Linked DNA regions of Mus musculus: region 2 is linked to region 1. A link is a contact called in public promoter capture Hi-C data. All regions are on one chromosome and are shown on one strand. The core of a region is the stretch at or near the end of the contact, and the rest is flanking DNA. Distances in the headings are between cores, read along the strand shown.

The links. Promoter capture Hi-C pulls out the DNA fragments that hold promoters and counts their contacts.
Region 2: a contact with region 1 is called in a promoter capture Hi-C map of liver, with 6 times the contacts expected there. The contact joins the promoter of Zcchc7 here to the promoter of Il11ra1 in region 1.

The regions. Positions count from the first base shown.
Region 1 is chr4:41,759,075-41,763,320 of GRCm38.p6, reverse strand. It overlaps Il11ra1 (interleukin 11 receptor, alpha chain 1), which reads right to left and starts at 2,878. Exons shown (of 13, transcript NM_001163401.1): 1 at 2,770-2,878. Galt (galactose-1-phosphate uridyl transferase) reads right to left here. Exons shown (of 11, transcript NM_016658.4): 11 at 4,078-4,246.
Region 2 is chr4:44,754,705-44,758,982 of GRCm38.p6, reverse strand. Zcchc7 (zinc finger, CCHC domain containing 7) reads right to left here and starts at 2,424. Exons shown (of 9, transcript NM_138590.4): 1 at 2,291-2,424.

The DNA of each region.
Region 1 (4,246 bases), core at 1,629-4,128:
GCTTAAGGCCCAGAACAAAAGCCAGAGGCAACAGACTGTGCTAGCACTCACCCCCCACCCCCGCAACACAACACACCATCCTTGGCGCCCACCCCTGGCACCAAAGATTGGCACCAGCTCCTCCACTCCCATTAACCCATACGATTCAGCTGCTGGGAATTCTGGCATTCACCTTTAACCTGACCAAGGCTAATTATCACCTCTGGCCAACATACAGCAAACCTCATCACCCGCAGGTAGGGAGCTGACATGATGGGCCCAAATGCCCCCCATATTCCCAACATGAGGCCCTGCCCTCCTCTAGCTGCCAAGCCTCTGGCCTAGGCCTGGCTTCTTGCTCTCGTAGTTGGGCCACTCAGATGGGCCTGGCTTGAAATCTTGTTGGTCTCAAGCCTGTGAGGCTGGATGGAGCTAGGGTGCAGGCTGGGGCTGCAGAATTAAGCGGATCCAGATGCCCTGGCTCCTGCCAGAGGCTGGGAGCGGGCGAGGAGCCAGCAGATGGAGATGGAGACGCGGTGGCTGAGAAGGGAGGGGAACTAGGAGCCTGCAGGAGCAGGCGCCTGATGCAGGGGGCCACAGTACCAAGTGCAGGGGGTGGGGGAAGAAAAGTGTTCATGAGCAAAGGCAATGGAGTCAGGGGCCAATATGCAAGAGGTCTGGTTTGGTGCAGCAGGGACTCCAGAAGGAGTTGGGGCTGGGAGAAAAGACTCGGGTGGCGGGGAGCAGCAGCAAACTAAAGGTAGTCAGAAAGGGGTAGATGGTAAGCTCTCAGTCAAAGCGCCACAGGACCTCTCCAGAGCAGGGCAGAACAAGGCCTTCACATATCTGTGTCCCCCTGACTGTCTTATTGCCCCCACCCGGGTCCCGCCCCATTTACCCTGGTTAGTCCCACCCTACCTTGATAATCACAGTGACTGAGTGCCCATGGCCTCCAAGACTTCCTCCTACAGGCTAAGAACTGTCTCCCGCTCCACTGAGTTGTGGGACCCCAGAACCATCCCCTCCTTCCCATGTCGAGCCCCGCCCCCTCTGGGCCTTAGAGCTGAGCAGGCCCCCTCCTCCACCTCTTCCTCTTCCCTCTCTCATTCCCTCCCACCACAGGGCCTGGGAAGGAAAGAGGCCTCCCACCTCAGGCTGGAAAGGAAGCCAGAGACACAACCAGGACTAGCAAGGAGGAGAGGGGGGTAGCTCTTCTAGAAATCTTCTGTTGCTGGAAGATTTCCTTTGTTTTCACAGAGTCACCAAAGCCTACTTACTCAGGGAATCACTAGGTAGTTGACTAAAGCAAAGATATTCACTTGAACACATGTGGACATAATAAAAAGAATTAGCACACAGACATACTCCTTCCTGTTCTTTCCACTCTCCAGCAATGTTTCCTTGGGGCACAGATGGCTGTGTTTCCAGGGGAAAACAGGTTTCACACTGGAGAATGTAAGGAAAGGCCAGAGACCAGCCCCCCCCCCCCTTCCCAGGAGGTTGCAGCCATTTCTATTTTCCCCCTCCACCAGTTGGGCCTCAGCACCAGGAAATGCCTTTGATCCCTTGGTGCCAGATACACAAGACACACAGTTACCCTCAGATACAGTCACACACAGAGACACACAGACACATTTAAACAGCTTAGCCTACTAGAGGTCCTATTGACACAGAGACACACGAAGCATGTGTGTATGTGTGTGTGTTTACCCTATAATCCCTAAAAGCAACTCCTCACCATGAGGAGCTCATAGGAGCTCTTAGTAAAGATGGACCAGTGTCATAGCAAGGCTACAAGTCCTTGTGTGGCCAGAAACAAAGAATAAGTAGGAAACTCAGACAGAGGGACACTGAGGGACAGACAGCCTGTAGACAGAACCAGAAAAGCAGAAACATGAGACACCTGGGGGGTAAGGGGGAGCTGCGAAGAGACATAAAAATCTCTCCAGGAAGATAATCATGGGAACGGAGAAAGAGATGTAAAGAAGCAGAGCCAGGCATGAAAACAGAAACACCAGAAGACCGGGGCACCGGGGATATAGCTCGGTTGGTGGAGTTTGCCTAACATGCCCAGAGCCCTAGGTTTGACACCCAGCGGCGTACAAAAACAGATGTGCCACATCTGCAACCCCAGGAATCCAGAGGCTTTGGATACATGTGGCCCAGTGATGGGACTTACTGTCTCAGCCCTGGAGATGGAACCTAGGCCCTGGCTCACACCAGACAAGTGCTCTATCACTGACCATTCTCAGCCCCCACCAGCTCCTGAACAGAGGAAGAAGGAAAGCCATGTGGCTTGGGGGGTGGATCTTGTCTGTTGCTGCAGGCTGGGTAGAAAAGTCAGTTTCCCTCCACAACTTAAGCAGTTCCTGAACAGAGGAACACAGCTTCACTCCCACACAGTCTAGGCTAGGACACAAGACACATCATGGTCACAAGTCTCACTGTTGCACTATTACTGAAGTCACACATTAGTACACACACACACAAACCAGCCACCCTGACAGACAAAATCTAGACCCTACAGAAGCTTCCCAAAACACATCCCCCGGTGTGGTCACAGCCCTTCTCCCAAACAAACACCTAAAGAAAAATTGCCCACTGACAGACGCTGACAGACACACCAATGACACCAGTTTCTGAGCCTCACACACACTGACATCGCCACACACAGAGACACACTCATAGTCCATCTGTCACTCCCTGCCTTTCAGATCACACACCACCCTGCCCCGCCCCCTCTTGGCAGGACTTGGGAGTCAACACCCGGGTCCCAGTAGGGCCTCTCACCTTCTGCGGCAGCCGCCGCCAGCGCCCTCCGCCCTCACCCTCTGCCCCGGCCTCTGCTCCCTCCAGTGCTGAGCGCAGGCAGTGGGGGCGGCTCCTCCCAGCGCCAATAGAAAGAGAGAGGTGAAGCAGGGGGGTTCTCGGCCCATTGGAGCCTCCAACTGCCAATCACTTCCACCTCCTCTGGACACTTCCTGTCCCGTCTGGAACTTAGAGGAGGGTGCCAGAGTAGGATTCCTAGGACAAAACCTGAAACTGCTGCGTTCCTTAGACCTCTCCTGAAGGCCTGTCCTCCCAGGGACTTCAGGCCTGAAAGTGTCCAGGCCCTTGTCCCTGGCGTCCACACAGCCTCAGGTTCCCTAGTGAGCCACTGGGCAGCTGACTGTATTCGATGAAGGTGCCCCTGACTCCAGATAAGATAGGGAGCCAGGGGGTTGGTCTAGTTCTCTTAGACTTTTAAACAGTCAGGCCGTATCCCACGCCACTGAAATCAGAATCTCTTCTAGATTCCCGCAGTGTTTTTTAAAACTTTCCAGGCATTTCCAAACCTTAGGCAAGGTTAGGGGGTGTGTGTTTATGTATGCCCTAAGAAACCAACCACCTACCTAGCAAGCAAGGGAAGTGCCTGCTTTGTCTGATTTTCCAGCCCCAGGCAACATTCCCAATCCCTGGCACCCATCCCCCTTCCAAGCCTCCAAGGTCTCAAGAAGACAGCAAGGAGAGAGAACCAGGGTTTTCTCAGTCAGGCCCAGTCACTTGTCCACACTTAGTGTGACTTCTCGACCCCAAGACTCACTACCCCTGGAAAAGAATGGATGAAAGGCATTCTAGCCATCTCCACATCTGCCACAGCTCTTACTTTTGCTTTAGAATTTGGAGACCACCAAGTGGTATCTGGTCTCAAACACCAAATGCCCTGTGGTTCCTCCACTATCACAAGGAAAAACAGATTCAAAGAGGAGGCGGACTCAAGGTCATTCTAGGTCCTGGGGCTCTCTCTCTCTGGCTGCCCTCGCCATGCTTAGTGCAATTCTTGTAGCATAGGTACAGTACTGAAGCGACATCTGCTGCACATGGAAATCCAGGAAGCCAAGAACACAAAGCCACACGCACACTCCCAACCCGCCCCTTTAGCCCCTGTGGTCTGGAGCAGCGTCTGACTGTGGCCACTCACAAAACCAGGGTTCTGGCCAGCAGCCCAGTGTCTGGGGTGACCATGGGACTAGGACTTTGCTCACCCTCTCCCCACCAAACTTTGAGGCTGAGACTTGGTGAGCTGACAGGCTCAGTGATACAAACGGCTCTGGGCTTCCGGTTGACGCTGCCAAGCTAAGAACATAAGATTTTTTTAAACAGCCTCCTAAATTAGCATGCTATCCATATCACAAGTGAAGAGGATTGGAGACAATAGTGAACATTGAGCAGAGGTAGGATTTTCTTCTCTATAGTTAGGGCTGAACACAGGGCCTTACATGTGTCA
Region 2 (4,278 bases), core at 1,175-3,674, 3.0 Mb before region 1:
TTTCACAAAACTCCCTTTAGAAACATTTGAAGAAACAGGTCCAAAGACACAAGGAGGCCTCCCTAAGGCTGGACACTTGGTTAAGAACTCGGCTAGCATGATTTACATGTTCCTGATCTAAGCTAATCATCACTACAAATACTGCTATATGTGTACTGGCTAAACACCTACATTTATCTGACATATACATTAACTTTCCACAGGGAATACAAACCTGAAACAGACATTTTAATTAAAAGGAGTAGTAGACATTTAAACTTACAAATTTACTATTTAAGAACCTAACTGGTACTTAAACTTTATCAAAGTTCTGTGTGGTAGGGCACAGGGACACACAATAATCCTAGCATTTGGTCAGAAGTTCCTGTCTTAACCCCTAGAACCCATCCCCAAAGAGTAAATAAACAAAAGATGTTATCAAAGCACAGCAACTCAGAAGACTGATCACATTTTAAAATCTAAAATATCAGAAGTGGAAAAGAAGCTTATCTAAAGAAAGAATATAAAACCACTCACTGTGGTTTTTTTTTTTTGGGGGGGGGGGACAGTCATTGAATTTCTTTAAACTAACAAAGGTTAATTAGGTTTCCAGAATTTACCAAGACTTAAAAGCCAATATTCCCCCTTAAAAGATTACCTACTAGTCATTCTAGACGCTTTGCTCTTAATTTTCTTTCAAAGTATTTCCAGCTTAGAGCTTCTTTCTGGGTGCTATAGGTCATCTGAGGTAGATTTAAATCCCAAATTTGGTCTTATTCATTTGATGGTGCTGGGGACTATATCCAGGGGCCTGGACATGCTAAGCCAGTGTTCTACCTGGGGCTGGACCCCACCTTGAGGGCTGAATTTTTAAATCCACAGTTGTCAATGGATAAAATGACTAATAGTTTATTCTCCACTTAGGTTTATAACTTACAAGAATCTCAGTGTGCTACTGAGATTCAGTGAAGGCAGAAACAAAACCAATTACAAAAGTTAAAATGTCTGCCCCTTTTTCAAATGTTACTGTCACTTCCAATCAAAGGAGGTAAGGAATCCAAATGGGACCATCAAAGAGAGAAACAATGGGCTTGTCTCCATGTCAGAAATGCATGCTAAATTTACTGATGTTAACTTCTAACTACTCTTTGGACTCTGCTGGAAACAGTGCTTCTCCTATTTGTCCCATGCACTGTTAATCGTGTAGTTTTCATACAATTTTCACTTCCAATTCTTCCCTCAGATCATTCCCCATCCTCTGACTAAATGACAATAATTAACTGTCCCTAAAGCACAACACCGTCTTAAATACACACGCTGCAATTTAAGGTCTAAATGTTCAACACCAAGTCGAGAGCTTTTGAAGGGAGCCTAGTCATTAAATTAAGGGTGATTTTATACTTGGGAAAAACAGGCTCAGGAAAAAAATTATCCAATGGGCTAAAAAAGGCCCTTAAAAGTTTCCTTCTGCCGGGCGTGGTGGCTCACCCCTTTAATCCCAGCACTCTGGAGGCAGAGGTAGGCGAATTTCTGAGTTCGAGGCCAGCCTGGTCTACAAAGTGAGTTCCAGGACAGCCAAGACTATACAGAGAAACCCTGTCTCAAAAAAAAAAAAAAAAAAAAAAAAAAAAAGTTTCCTTCATTCAACCCTGAGACTTGAAATCACAGTAAACTCGACCTAAAGGTATTCTGAGCGTCGGCAGCTAATCAGTGATGGCTGGAACTGGGGGCTGCCAACTCCCAACCTCGATTTCCCCACAGTAAAATTGACTACAACTGTCTGCTGTTAGGGTGTGCGGGCGCGGGGGCAGAGGATCATCTTAGGATACCCTGGTTTTATATAAGGAATGGGGCATAGTTCCCAGATTCTTTGTGTCTACTCGTGAAGCGGCTACTTGACAGCACCAGCTTAAGGTGGCCCCCGACTGGACGCATCCTTGAGGGCCAGGTTCCCCTCAGCGAAGGGAGACCTCCACATTTCGGGACTGGCCCACCTCCCCAGGACGGGTGAACCGTGGGAGGCGGTGGAGTAACGCCGACAGAGAAGACGTGCCCGTCAAGGCCATCGCCGCCCAGCCTTGCCCAAGCCCTGGTCTCGGGCCGCCAAACCCCAGCCCGGTCACTGAGCCGCGTGGGGCGGCACGGAGCTGAGAGGCCATTTGCTGCGCTGCACTGCGCTGAGCCCCGAAGGACCGGGAGGGGAAGGCCAGAGAGGGGCACGCATTAGTTCCACAGCTCCGCGGGCGAGGCGGAGAGGGGAAGGGGTCCCCCGGCCGCGGGACAGCTCGGGGTCCGTCACACACATACTCACTGCCGCGGCCGCGACCAGGAAGCACCAACCAGGAACCGAAACGCGTAGAGGAACGGGGAGGGGCGAGGACAAATGAGGTAAGGAAGCCGCGTCCGCGCGGACTCCAGGGAGGAGAAGGTACTTCCGGGGAAAACAGAGCTCTTGGGAGCTGTCCTTCCGCCCAACCCGCGAGTCCTCCGAGCGCATGCGTAACGCTTATTAACCCTTTGTTTTCTCCGCCTATAAACTTTGTGTTTGGTTTTGTTCTTTTTTTCTTCATCCTTCCTTTCGAAAAGAAATCTCGGCTGAAAAAATTATGGTGCATATTTTTATCTTATGAGTTATACTAAATAGAAGCTACTTGAAGGGCAAAAGTAAGTGCGAGTTCACTTACTCCCGTGTTGGAAAGAAAACTACAATTCCCATGATACCTTGGTCCGGTCGGCAGGGGCTGTCTCTTTTCTAGCTCTGGGTGACGCCCTCGTAGTAACACGTGGCGCAGAGCAAATCGGCCCCTTTTCCGGGTGGAGGTCAGAGTTAGTAGGGGATTTAGGGTTAGTAGGTGACTTCGGAGAGGGACCTTGATAATGCCAGCGCGGGAAGAGGCATTTTTGAGAGTGTCTGGTTTGGGTTTTGGTTTTTCCGCTAGTGGGAATAGTGACCGCACGGCTTTTCTCACCTTAGGTTGTAAAGTGCACTCGGAGGTGCTTCCGCCTTGTTAACTGTTTGTGAACCGTGAAGAGCTGCACTCCTGCAACACGGAGTAAATGCTGTTCTTTCTGGTACTAGGAGACGGTGTTCACGGCCTCCAGCATTGGTTCCCTTGGTCACACCTTTAAGAAAAAACAAAAAAACAAAAAAACTTTAATTATGAGGTTGGACGTGTAACCCAGTTGGTAAAGTGCTTGCTTACCGCATAGAAGGCCCTGGGTTCATTTTTAAGTTCCACCACATAAGCAGCCTAGTACAGAGGAGGTGGAAAAAGGAAAATAAGGAATTCAAGTTCATCCTTAGCAACGTGGAGCAGTCAAAGATAGCCTGAGCTACTTAAGACCTTGTCACAGTCAAACACAAACAAACATAAGTTCATCTAAGCAACTTTACAAATACCGAATTAGGTACTGACAACATCCCTGATAGATGAGTTTGATTTTAAATCTTTTTGCCAACATTTATTGAACATATTAGAGCCAAGCTGTCAGCCTTCTACGTTATTAGAAAACTAAGCTTATATTTACTTAAACTAAATTATAGGGGGGTTGGGGGAAGAGTTTCAGGAAAATGTCAGGCTGTTCTAGAAAGTCCAGATAAAGTAGAAGAATTTTAAGGTCTTGTTACAGTATTAGGAGTTTGAAAATAATTACAAAATTCGATTAGCATTATGGTTATGTGCTAGGAAAGAAAGGGACAAGACACTATAAAAAGGCAAAATTGAAAAACCTATTTGGGGGATAGAAAAAGTGGTATAGAAGTAGGTCACATGTTTGGACAGTTCAGGGAATATGTGCCAAAGGAATGCTGTGTGTGTGTTTGTGTGTGTGTATGTGTGTATTAAAAGACTGAATTTTTAATCAAGGGCCATAATAACTCCTCTTAGTATATTGTTAGCTTACAGGTGATTTCACTAGACTCCTCCCAGGGACCGAGCAAGGGATTAGAGGACCTATAAAAGGACTGCTGGCCACCCGGCTCTCTGTGTGTTCCATAATCTCATATGTCCTCTCCTTTTTCTTTTTTCCCCTCCCCCCTCTCTGTTTTCAGAGTTCCCTCTCCCCCGTCTGTCCTCAGAGGTCCCCCTACCTCTTGCCCTCGTGGCCCCTGCCTGCCTCTATACCCTTTCCTACCCTGTCCCAGGTCCTCAGTCCTCTCCCTTCCCCCAGGAAACCTCTTTTATACCAGATCTGTTGCATGGCATAATTACTCAGGAATATGCCTTGGCATGAGCTAAGTACCCACCAGGTACCCCCATTCATAACAATATTGTTTTGCTGCCCCTTTTGCTAGTTTTT